Regions from separate parts of the Mus musculus genome. Here region 1 is linked to region 2. A link is a contact called in public Hi-C data. All regions are on one chromosome and are shown on one strand. Each heading gives the region's core, a stretch centred on a gene start, on an enhancer-like site or on the middle of the called end of the contact. The rest is flanking DNA. Distances are from core to core; before and after follow the strand shown.

Evidence for each region. Hi-C and Micro-C count contacts between places; a contact is called where the count stands out from the background.
Region 1: a contact with region 2 is called in a Hi-C map of cortical neurons, with 2.1 times the contacts expected there. The contact joins two enhancer-like sites. A contact is called at or near these places in 1 of 15 datasets of contacts at CTCF or cohesin (stem cell-derived epiblast-like cells), 46 of 484 Hi-C or Micro-C datasets (B cells, the G1E-ER4 cell line, the HL-1 cell line and 13 more) and 3 of 115 datasets of contacts at active chromatin or transcription factors (all in embryonic stem cells).

The regions. Positions count from the first base shown.
Region 1 is chr7:111,299,734-111,306,150 of GRCm38.p6, forward strand. No RefSeq gene overlaps it. Among named protein-coding and RNA genes, the nearest start is that of Gm33145, 17 kb to the left of the region's middle. Within about 2 kb of position 2,243, at least 27 of the 459 cell types and tissues checked have an H3K27ac peak or open chromatin away from gene starts, as enhancers often do. A contact at or near this core is called in cortical neurons, where this site is marked.
Region 2 is chr7:111,187,857-111,193,916 of GRCm38.p6, forward strand. No RefSeq gene overlaps it. Among named protein-coding and RNA genes, the nearest start is that of Gm33098, 19 kb to the right of the region's middle. Within about 2 kb of position 4,010, at least 35 of the 459 cell types and tissues checked have an H3K27ac peak or open chromatin away from gene starts, as enhancers often do. A contact at or near this core is called in cortical neurons, where this site is marked.

The sequences.
Region 1 (6,417 bases), core at 993-3,492, 110 kb after region 2:
TTCCCAAGAGCACTGTTGCCAAACCCGCACCTCTCATTGTCTGGCACGATGGTTCTAGTACCATGTCTCAATACAATGGCCACTTTTCTCTGGCCTCTTCAGATACTTTGAATTCTAAATTCTTCACATGTTATCCACTTCTCTCCAAACTTTGAATGTTTCATTAACTTGTTCATCACGGGCTGCAGACAGAGAACCCTGACCTGTTGTCAGACATTCTCCGTGGACTTGCCGTATACAACTCCTCGCTGTAGACACAGACACTGAGTTCCTGGAATTTGTTGAGCATCAGTCCAGACTCTTAGGGTTTGGAGATGAATAAAGAGAAGCATTGTCTTCATGGAGAAACCAAAAGAAAAAAAAAATTTCACACGAGTCATCCCCTGGGATATTTGTAGATTGACCTGTGGGTACCAGCTTCCTGTAGATCTTCCATCTGATTATGTAAGCTTGTTATTAACTTTCAGAAGCCTGCTGAATAGTCCCTGACTTAATAGTTAATATAAGGTTGCCCTTTCCAGCAAGGACTGTGGATTCTCCTTGTTCTTGCCTCTTACTGGTGTCTGTGGCATTTAGTCACTTTTCTTTACTTTTGAGCTAATGAAGTTCAACGTAACTTAAGGTTTGGATGGTGGGTGAGAGACCAATGGGAGACAGCTCTAAGCAGATGGGTTGAGTCAAGAATTGGGAAGGAGGGGCTGGTGAGAGGGCTCAGTGAGCCAAGGCACGTGCTGCTAAGTCTGATGACCCGAGTTCAACCTCCAGGACCCACATGGTAGAACCATTTCATGCACATTATCCTCTGGCCTCCACACACACCATGACACGGATATGCTTCCTCTAAGCAAGCAAACAAACAAGTAAAGATAAATATATATTTAAAAAAAAAAGAATTGGAAAGGAGGGAAATGACCTGACATTGGACCTTGAGACCTTGAAACAAGATCAGCCATGGGTGTGTGCAATGGAGAAAATGAAGATGGGAAGAAAAGACAAAGCTTGCTCATTAAGGAAGAGTAAGGAGTGAGGCTGCAGGAGAGAAGCCTGGAGGAGCTAAGACTTGCATTCATATACCTGTGCATTTAGATGTGCCTCTTTCCTCCGTCTCTTCAAGGGCTAGCAAGATTGGCTCTAAGGGACCTAGAGGGGCTGAGATGAGGCCATTGGGCTGCAGCGTGTCCAGCCCTTCAGTGGACATGGCTGTTGTAACCTGTGACACAGATCTGTTTTCATGGCAGCTGTACTTCTGTTTGTCACTCTCATGTACTATCCTGTTTCCAACTGCTATAGTTTGAATATGAAGTGTCCCCATAGGCTCCTGCATTTGGACATCTGTAATCTAGATCTATAGATGATTTAAAACTATCAGCAGTGTGTGTGTGTGTGTGTGTGTGTGTGTGTGTGTGTGTGTGTGTGTATGTAGATTCCTTCCTATGGAATAAAGTATAAAGTGCTCATAAAATATAGACTAGGTATTCAGATGGGCTGATCCTCATTATCATCCCCCTCTGACTCTGGGCCAGCATCAAGGCCTATCCTAGCAACAAGACTCCTGGGTGTGATGGAGGAAGTAAGGTGGTGGTCATGCCGCGATTATCCTGCCACTTGCCACGTGTTTCCTAAGCATTTTCCTCTCTTCTCTCTATTCCAAGTCTCACTCCTGTCCCTTCATTATTTAGACTGGACTGTCAACAGCATTCTTCAGCCTTGGTCTTGCTTCATTTCTCATAGATCATGTCACTGTGACCTTACTAAAATATACATATAACATTGCCTGTCTAAAATCTTTCAGAAGCTCTCCATCTTTTTTTTTTTTTTAAAGAAACAATTGCACTTCCCTTGCTCACCCACTACAGCTCATTGTGGACCTTCCAGATCTGCCTCTCTACCTCTCGTGTGCCTTTTGTATTCCATCACGCCGTAGCCTGAGGTTCTGTTGCTCAAATCCATAATTCCTTTCCCTCCATGGATGCCAGGGAAGCCCTTACTCCTGTTCCAAGCACATTGTGGGTATCACCTTCGCAGGAAGCCCGCTTTGGCAGCAACCTCTGCTTCTGCCTCAGAGTGAATCGCTTTCTCTTCTGCATTTACAGGATTCTATTGTTCTACTTACCATGCTGTACTAGAATCTCTTTTTAAACATTTCTTTCTCTCTTGCTAATTTGCATGCACAGGCAGAACGGGAACTATTTGTTATGCGTGTTCCCATCTCTAGCGTTCGCCAGCCGAGCTTCGCCTTTATCGAGTGAGTGAATGGATAAGGAAACGACGGAGATGAACGAACCCACTACGCACTGGGCACTGTGCTAAATGCTCTCCACGGACGCATCCCATTTAGTTCTCATACCTGGAGGATCAGGAAGAGGGGGCAGAGGGAAGATCAAACACCTTTCTTAAACAGGGTCTTATAACAACACAGTGGGACTGAGATCTGGGGACTGGGATGTGGGCCCGGGTTTGTCTAATTCTGGAGCCCTTGCTGTTTGCACTGAGTTAACAGAAGGAAGAAACAGCAGAGACAGATTCTAGCTAAATAAAAACATCATTCTTAAAAGGACCAGTGCTGTCCAAAAAGGAAATGGGTTACCCCAGAGTTCCTCGTCATCAGAGTAGGAACAGCCAATGCATGGGAGAAACACCCAGAGGGATGATACATGTAATTTTCTAAAAGTGAAGAACAACCATTTGCATGCTAATAGGAAATGAATGTATGTCAGAGATTTCATTCTTATTCAGTGCTAATCAAAGAGAGGAAGGAAATTCTTAAGACGTCGGAAGCTCAAGTGACTGGTAATTCTCATGGTGCCCTTCTCCAAGGTCGTATAAACAGTAAACAACTTCTAGGGGTAGGCTCTTTGGTAGAGCTGTCTACGAGTTGGCCAGGGAGTTCCGGGAAGCAGCTCTCACAATATTTTATTCAGGCTGGGTTGGGGCTTTTTGTGCAGCAGATGCCTGGAAGTTATACCCAGTACACACTGGCTCACAGAGCCAGACTTGGGTGGAATTGGTTTGTCAACAGTGCCTTATCTGGGAGAATAGATAGTTATTCATATTCACCTCAGGAGAAATCAGTAGAGCGTATTAGTCAGTTAGTGAGAAAGCCAGTAAGCTGTTAAAATCAGCACATAGAACATTTAATAATTAGACTTTTTTTTTTTTATTTGAGGGGGCTGGGGATGCTAGGAGATATTGCTGGGCTAAATGCAAAATGGATTAATGGCCACCAGTCCCTTAGATATAACTTATGGGTTGTCATATTTGCCAGATAAGATCACTTCTATCTCTTGTGGGTAATGTAAAATGTAAAAGGTTTGAATGATTCTTGTCAGAGCTGTTCTCTTGCCTCAGAGCTAGAACCAGCTGCTTCAGGACATGGCTGGAGGCTGGGATAGAGGAAGGCCACTGTCACAGAGAATCCTCCCATGTTCTTTGTCATTACAAGGGGGCACTCTCCTTCTATCCTGATGGTGTAGAAAAAGGTAGGGGAGAAGGCCTGGGTCAGAGTTGGGGTTACAACAACTGAGTTAGAATGTACCAGGGGTGAGAGGGCAGCTTTAGAGTCTCATAATAAACACAACCCGTTACTGAGGTTCTGTAGAGATGGCTCATCGGGTAAGAGTATCTGCTGCTCTTCCAGAGACCTTAGTTTGATTCTCAGCACCCATGTGACAGCACACAACCACCTATAACTCCAGTTCTAGGGCACCTAATGCCCTCTTCTGGCCTCTACAGGTGGCAGACATACACATGGTATACATACAAGTGCACAGGCAAAGCTATCATACACATTAATTTAAAAAAATCTGTCATGAAACTTTCCAAACATAAAACAAAGTAGAGAGCCAAGTATAGTGGTACACATCTGTAATTCTGTCACCCAGGAGACTGAGGCAGAATGAGCCAGCCTGGGCCATCCACTGGTGACCTTCCTGTGACCATGTTCTCAGAGGAAATTGACTCTTGCTTTCTCAGTAGCCATTAACCACCAATAACTCTGCTGCTGCTAGGGTCGTAGCTTTAGATGGTTCCCTCATCCATGCTAGGATTTTTTTTTTGATTGATGTTGATACACTATTGGCACGTGTGTGTGTGTGTATTAATATTAATAAAACAATGGTTATTTCTCCATGGGGGTAATCCCCATATATTCCATTCAAACCTATCCATTGCACCCATTGCCTCCTAGCCTCTTCTGTCTACACCACTCTATTCTATCCACCTCATCCCAAGCTAGCCCATTTAGTAACTAAAGTTCTAGATGCCAACTTAATTTGTATTCATTCTTCTCAGGGCAAACCCAGTTGACCAAATCTTATCTGCTACTTGGCTTTGTAAATAAAGTTTTGTTAACAACTAATATACTCTCATTACATATTAACTGAGACTGCTTTCCTGTTATAAAAGCAAAACTGGTCAGTTGCAGTGAAGAGAGTATGTTCCAGAAAGCCAGAATCACTATGTATATAGGCATTTATAGCATCTCAGACCCTCTGAATTATCATTAGAGCAGTGGTTCTCAATTTTCCTAATGCTACAGCCCTTTAATACAGTTCTTCATGTTGGGGTGAGCCCCAACCACAAAATTATTTTGCTTTTACTTCATAACTGTTATTTTGTCACTGTTATGAATTGTAATGCAAATATCTGATATGAAAATGGTCTTAAGTGACCACCAACCCTCAAAGTGTTGAGAACCACTACACTAGAGGGATCTGTTTTTCCCTAAGATATTTGCATAGGAATTAAACACTGCTAAGCATTGATAAATACTGTTAGCCACCATTAAATGCTGGTGAGAATGTTAGTTTTATGTCTTTATTTTTCCTCTGTGAATGAATGACATCACTGTAGTGGCAGTGGTAGCAGTGGTGGTGGCAGTGGCAGAGGCAGTGGTGACAGTGGTAGGACTGGTGATGGCAATGGTGGCAGTGGTGGTGGTAGCAAGAAGCAGTGGTTGTAGCAGCAGCAGCAGGAGGAGAAGCAGAAGAAAGATGGTAACTGAAGACCTCCAGAGAGGGCCCATTAGCAGCAGCTGCAGGAAGGAGAGGCAGCCGAGACAATGTGAACAACGAGAGGTGGGGAAAACCAAGTCTGGGGAAGGCAGAGGTCCATGAGGAGCTGAGGCTGCAGACTCTGGGCCCCAGTCACAGGAACCAAAGCACTAGCTGAGAACTAGGACAGCAACCGCTGCTGAAAGTGGATGGGCCACTGCCTGCTGCTACTGTACCACGGGCCATCGGTAAGTGTGGGGACCTGGATGAGCAAGGCAGGCTGACCTGAAAACCTAGAGCTGTAAGTTTGGCCTTTCGAACTTAGAACTATAAGCCTCTTGTATTTGGGACTAAGAGCTATAAGCCTCTAGGTCTGTTAGCATACCCTATAGGCTCTTGCCACTTGAGAGCCTGGAAATGCCACTACTGATGAAGCAGCCGGCAGCCTATTCACATTTCCATTAGAACCCAGCAAGATAAACAAACAAACAAACAAAGAGACAGACCAACCAACCAACCAACCAAACCCAAACAAAAACCCAGGCAGGGCTGGAGAGATGGCTCAGTGATTAAGAGCACTGGCTGCTCTTCCAGAGGATCCAAGTTCCATCTCCAGCACCCTTATGACAGCTCACAACTGTCTGTAAGTCCAGTTCCAGGTAATTGGGTGCCCTCTTCTGGCCTCTAAGGGCACTGCACAATGTGGTGTATAGATATTCATGCAGGCTTAAATACCCACACCTGTAAAATAAACAAAACATTAAAAAATTAAAAAAACTTCAGGCAGCCTATTGGTGACAACCCTACTGTGTCAGACTGAATCTTATCATGAGTGAACTGTGACTATGGGTGGGAAAGAGAAGAGTGAACCAAAAGGCCTGTGGGTGTTGAGTTTCATGTGCTTCAGAGTTTAAGCACATAAGAGGGGACAGAGAACAGGCACTATCTGTAGGCATGTCAAATGATGGAGGCTTTGTGAGAGCTTTGGCTTTCGTAGCCCCAAAGAACATGGCTAATGAACCTGCTTTAGGGAATGGGTGGGAGGGGGAAAAGACAGGACAACATCTGGTTTCCTGTTCCAGATTCTGAAACCAGGGCCTATGGATAAGTCTCCGCAGGAGTCATTGATTGGCAGTTCCAGATTTGTACTCTTTCACCTCTACAGCTTAGTGGAGACACTCTAGATTTCAACTCATTTGGTCCATGATCTGACTGGTGCTGGGTTATTATCAAGTCTTTAAACAGCCTGTTCTTTGACTTGGTACTTCATTAATGTATGATGAACGGGAGTTGCCATTTTGTATGCAACACAGAGACCAGGAGTGTGTCCTGGGTACCATGGAGCTGTAGTGATGCCCTTCTCAAACGAAACATGACAGGTAGCACCTTAGGAGCTGAGGTTTGGATTTGTTGGTAAGAATAAATG
Region 2 (6,060 bases), core at 2,760-5,259:
ATTATTATTATTATTTTTTGCAACATTTCTCTTTACCAGTGGATGGGCCCTTTTGGGGTGGAAGAAAATGAGTCACTTTTAGGTAACAGTGAGAGACAGGTTGGCAAGTGCACAGGGTAATGTCTGTTACATTGTTCTGGCACATCTGGGCTCTGAGATCACCTGATTTGAGGGCACAGACATTACTGGGGACTCTGACCCACCAGTGGATGGATCTATGGAATGGTTAATCTTCATTGTCATCTCGATTGGATTTAGAATTACAAGGGAGACACACCTCTGGATGTGTCTGTGTGGATGTGTCAGAGAGGCAGAGAAAGCACTCAGCTGACCTCCCTACAGTACCAACAACCCAGAAGGAAAAGGTCCTTTTCCAATCTCTACACTGTCTTAATCCTCTTCAACTCAAAGACGCTCCTTTCTGATAACTTATGTTCACTCCCTCTCAACTGGTTTCTTGCTTCGCCTCGTAAACTATTATTGACTTTATTTAACTCTTGTTTACAGAAAGCTCTTGGGTTAAAGGTATGTGATAGGGCTGATCCACACCACTACAAGAAACAGTTTTTTTTCCAGTTCACAATCTCAGGGTTTACAATGTGATCAAGTACCCTGTAACAAACCACTTCAAGATATAGGCATAGTCAAGGATGTTCTTGCTGGACACCAGTCACCCAGAAATGAAGATCAACAATGACAAATGGGACCTTAAGACATTTAAGAACTTCTGTATCACAAAGGAACCAGTTACTTGGGTGAAGGGATAGATAGTCTACAGAATGGGGAAAAAGTTGTTAGCCATGTATCTAACAAAGGGTTAAATTCAACATATAAAAAGAACTTAAAAAAACTAAACATTAAAAAATAAAACCAGGCTGGTGAAATGGCTCAGCGGGTTAAGAGCACCAACTGGTGCTCTACCAGAGACTCTACCAAAGGTCCTGAGTTCAAATCCCAGCAGCCACATGGTGGCTCACAATCATCCATAATGAGATCTGATGCCCTCTTCTGGTGTGTCTGAAGTCAGCTACAATGTACTTATGTATAATAATAAATAAATCTTTGGACCAGAGCAAGCAGGGACTGAGCGAGAGTGGGGTTGACCAGAGCAAGCAGAGGTCTTAAAAATTCAATTCCCAACAACCACATGAAGGCTCAACCATCTGTACAGCTACAGTGTACCCACATTCATAAAATAAACAAATAAATAAATAAATAAATAAATAAATAAATGAAATCTTAAAAAAATCCCCAATTAATAAATAGGCTAATAAAACTAACACGTTTCTTGAAAGACAAAGTAGAAATAGCCAATAAATGTATGAAAAAAATGCTCAATTGTACTATCAGAAAAAGAAATGCATATTAAAATTACATCAGGATTCATCTTACCCCAGACAGAAAGGCAGTCATGAAGGAAACAAGTGACAGTAACAACAAATGCTGATGAGGATGTGGACGACAGGGAAGAGTGGGAATGTAAACTAGGCCAGCTGCTGTGGAAGACAGGATGGTGGTTTCTCAAAAACCTAACAATACCTCGTAGGTGCCCACTCCTGGGTATTTACCTGAAGGACTCCATCCAAGTCAACACATCACAGAGATGCTTGTGCCCTGGTGTTCCCTGGGGCTTCTGTTCACAACAGTTAAGTCATGGAACCAACACAGGTGCCCAGCCATGGGGGAATGGAGAAAGAAAACATGGTTTCAACACACAATGGGATTTTTCCAGTCATGTTGTTGGTAGGAAAGTGGATATAACTGGAGATAATCATATTCAGCCAGTCTCAGAAAGACAAATATGCTGTGTTTTCTTTAATTTGTTGTTTCTAGAATTTATATAGATATACAATGACATATTTGCATATATGACCTGAGAGCATAAGTGGAACCATTTTCGGGGACTGCAGGGACTAACAGGATCAGAAGGGACAAGAAAAGGGAGGGCAGGACAGTATGAGGGGGAGGTGGTCAGCATACATAAGATACATTCATAAAACTTTAAAAAAATTCAGTGATTTTAAAACTCTGGCTAGATCTAAACAAGGACTCATATAACCGTCAGTGCTTTTGGCAGTTGTCCCTGTGACCATGAGGAAAACAATTTAAAAATGATCCTACGAATAACAGCAAAAGGCAGGAAGATACTGGGTTTTTGATAGGGCCTCAAATCTACCCTAACTCTGGATTCTAGTTAAGTGAGTCAACACATCTTCAGTTTTCAAACCAAGCGTTTCTTACTTTTTTCTGTTTTTGATTTTGTTGTTCTTTACAATGGTGGTTTAAAATATAGCCTCACTTTCCCCCCTATATTCCTCCTTTGTGGAGCATTCAGCCTTCCTCAGATGGTTTATAGGCATAAAGGGAATGGTTGGGAAGGACCAGGTCTGGGGCCAGAGCGATGGTTCAGTGTGTGAAGGTGCTTTTCCCTTGGTGACTGAAGTTCCGGACTGGAACCACATGGAGGAAGGAGAAAACTCACTCCTGAGAATTGTAGTTTGACTTCCGCATGCATGCACACGCAACATGTAATAAATATATATAAAAACAAACCAGGCCTGATCTGGTCTGATCTGTAGAGGAGGGTTATTCTAAATGTACAGTGTCTGGTTAGTTCTTACTGTCAAATTGACACAAACCTAGGGTCATCTGGGAAGCAGGAACCTCAACTAAAAAACTGCCTTGCTCAGACCCACCTGTGGCCATGTCTGAGAGGAATTGCCTGAAGGGCCTGTTGTGGGCAGTGCTGTCTCCAGGCAGGTGGGCCTGGGACGTATAAGAAAGCTAGCTGAGCGCAAGCCAGTGAGCCAGCCAGGAAGCAACATGTTTCTGAGTTCCTGTCCTGACTCTCTCAGTGATGGATTGTGATCGGGATGTGTAAGCCAAACAAACCTTTTCCTCGTAAGACTGCTTTTGCTAGAGTGTTTTTATCATAACAACGGAAAGCATACTAGCACATATAGGAAAAAGGATAATTTGCATTTCTCATTAGTAGTAAAGATGGATTTTGTGTCCATATCTCATATGTTAGCTCAAAACTGTTAGTTCTGGAGGCTGAGGTGATGGCTTAGTCAACAAATGATTTGCCTGGAAGTCCTAAGAACCTTATTTCAGAACCTCAGAACCCACATTAAAAACCTGGGCATAGCAGTGCACACCTGCAGTCCCAGGACTGCAAGATGGAGTGTGGAGACAGGTGGACCTCTGGATGCTTGCCCGTCAGCTAGCCCAGCCTACTTGGTGAAGTTCTAGGCCAATGAGGGAACCTGTCACAAATGAAAAACAGAAGGCAAGACAGCACCGAGAGTCTCTTTTGACACACACACATCTATGTACCTATGCACACATGTGTATACACACATGTACATGTACACACACACACACACACACACACACACACACACACACACACAGATACACACAGGAAAACAACAGAACTGCTTTGCTTTCCTTCTTCTGCCAGGCCCAGACTCTGAGTATGTGTGCAGGTGGGAGAGCATTTTGAGTGTGCTGTTTGTGGCTCAGAGTCTGAGCTGAACTCATGTATAATGGTCTGACCACACCCACACTGGCTGGCTCCTGTCAAGGTTATAAATCTAGCTGTGCACAGCACCAGAGGTCAGATTGAATCTAGGGGTAGGACTGGTGGCCTTAGTTTAAATCAAAATGTTTGGGACTGGCAAGATGGCTCACTGGTTAAGAGTACATACTATTCTTGAGGAACCTGAGTTCAGGTCTAAGCTCACAACTACCTACTCTAGCTCTAGGGAACCGATGATGTCTTCTGGCCTCCATGGGCACTTGCATTCATACATACACATGCGTATACACACACACACACACACACACACACACACACACACACACACACACACACCTAAAAAACTCTTTAAGAAAATCAGGGTACCTCAAAAGGCTGCCTTCTTGCTCCCTCTGTGGCTCCTCCTATCTGGGCTCAGCCCTGCATTCCATTCTGGGACTCAGGCCAGCACGGCTCCATGTTGGCCTGGCTGTCTCTGATGTTTCAGCTCTGCATCACTGCACCAGCACGCACACTCTGTTGGTCTGTGCTCTGTCCTGTTCAGTCCCAGCTTTGGCTCTGGTTCACAGCCTCCTTTGCAGAGCCACTATCTGTTTTACTAATTACATCCCACTGCTCCTATCCATCTCGAGTCTCAGCAGTGGGACTTGATTCATTTCCAAGCATGTGCTTCTTCATGAGGGCCAGGGCCATTGCTACTGGTGAAGGGGCAGTGCACATATATTCACAAGACACCTTCTGACTACGTATGGGAGATGAGCTGCCAGGGCCTGAACATCCAGTTCCCTGATTCAAAAGTTCAGGGTGGGCTGGGATTGTACTTCTGTAGTGCACATATGGGGTTCAATCACCAGCACCCCTCAAAAGGCTTAGAGAACCCATTTGTCTGAACAAGCAGGGTGACTCTGAAGTGGACGGCACAAATATACTGCTTCACAAGAAATGAGCATTTTCATCATAAAGAGGGCAGCCATGATGAAGGAGAGTCACCAGCCACCCAAACTACTCTTGTGTACACTGTATGCCATTTTGGGAACCCACTGCAAACTAAAGAGAGAAATTTAGGGATCCTGAGTTCATACTATCAAGACACCAAGTGATTTTAGTCCTTGGATTCTGTTGTGGATTTGGATTTTTTTTCTTTTTTTGAGGTGTCTTCAGAGTGGATACTGTGGCATGACTCAGCCCAGTGTGGCTCAGAATTTGCAGCCTTCCAGAACAGGCTGGGAAGTCTCTACATCCGTACTATACCCAACCAATTAAATAAAGATCTCAGGGAGAAAGTCTCACACATCAGGTGATCAAAAGCCTGTGTGAGATCAGGTCAAGTGATCCCACTTAGTCCATAAAATCCTCTACAAAGATAATCTGAATGATTACTAAATATATTCCAAATGGTAACAATTTAGAATGAACATCTCAATAAGGCACAATGAAGAAGTTCTTGTTCTAGATTTTAGTAGCAATTGATAATTTCTCTTTATCATTTGAGTTTTCTTCGTTCTCTTAGGAAAAGCTCCAAGGTCTCTCTCTCTCATTCCTCTTCCTAGTGTTGAAAAGTCCTGGGCCTTTTCTGAGATCGTGGCAGAGATACAGTCAAGCTCCACCTGGGAAGCAGAGGTCAGATGTGAGAAGCACAAACAGAATTTAAAGGAAGCATTTGGAGTTGAAAGGATCGGGAAAAGGCAATAATAGATTAAAAAAAAATCCAAGAGCCAGGAAGCAGATCAGAAACTCTTTTGGAAAGCACACAAAAGCAATTTAGCAATTTAAAAAGTTCTAAAATTAGAGTTTAATTATCCATGCTGTCACCCAGTTCTTTGATGTTCTAGAGAACCCAAGCAAAGCACACTCGTTTAAACTAACACCACTGAGCTGGCTAGATGGCTCAGAGGGTAAAGGTCCTTTGCCACCAAACTGGACTACCTGGGTTCAATCCTTGGGTCCCACTCCATGAAAGATCAGAACTGACTCTTGAATGTTGTCCTTTGAGCTCCACATGTGAGTGTAAGAGTAAGTGAATAAATGTAATCAAAATAAAAAATAAATAGATCTCTCTCTCTCTCTCTCTCTCTCTCTCTCTCTCTCTCTCTCTCTCTCACACACACACACACACCACTACCACTGCTACCACCAAAACCCTCCACAGAAACCCAAACTAATACTAAAATACCATTCTCTAAATTGGACAGAAAGTGGCTGGGTGTTGCAGACTCACCTCCAGTGATTGGAGCCAGACTTGAACACAACCTGAGACAAATCCAGAATTTCCACTGCCCATTACTCTTTGGAATATTTTTTTTAAATTCTGTGGACTGCCGTGGATAGCTAGATGAAACAGTGAGAGGTCTACAAAACCCATGTTAACAGCAACAGTTTTAAGGCCTTGTCTCCCCACACCCCCTGCTTGGTACTTTTAATTCGTTTTCTATTCCTGTTGTGTCTAGCTCTGCACTTCTGATTTGCAGGCTAACATACTTTTTCATAACCTTCTGGCTTCTCATTTTCTATTGATCCCC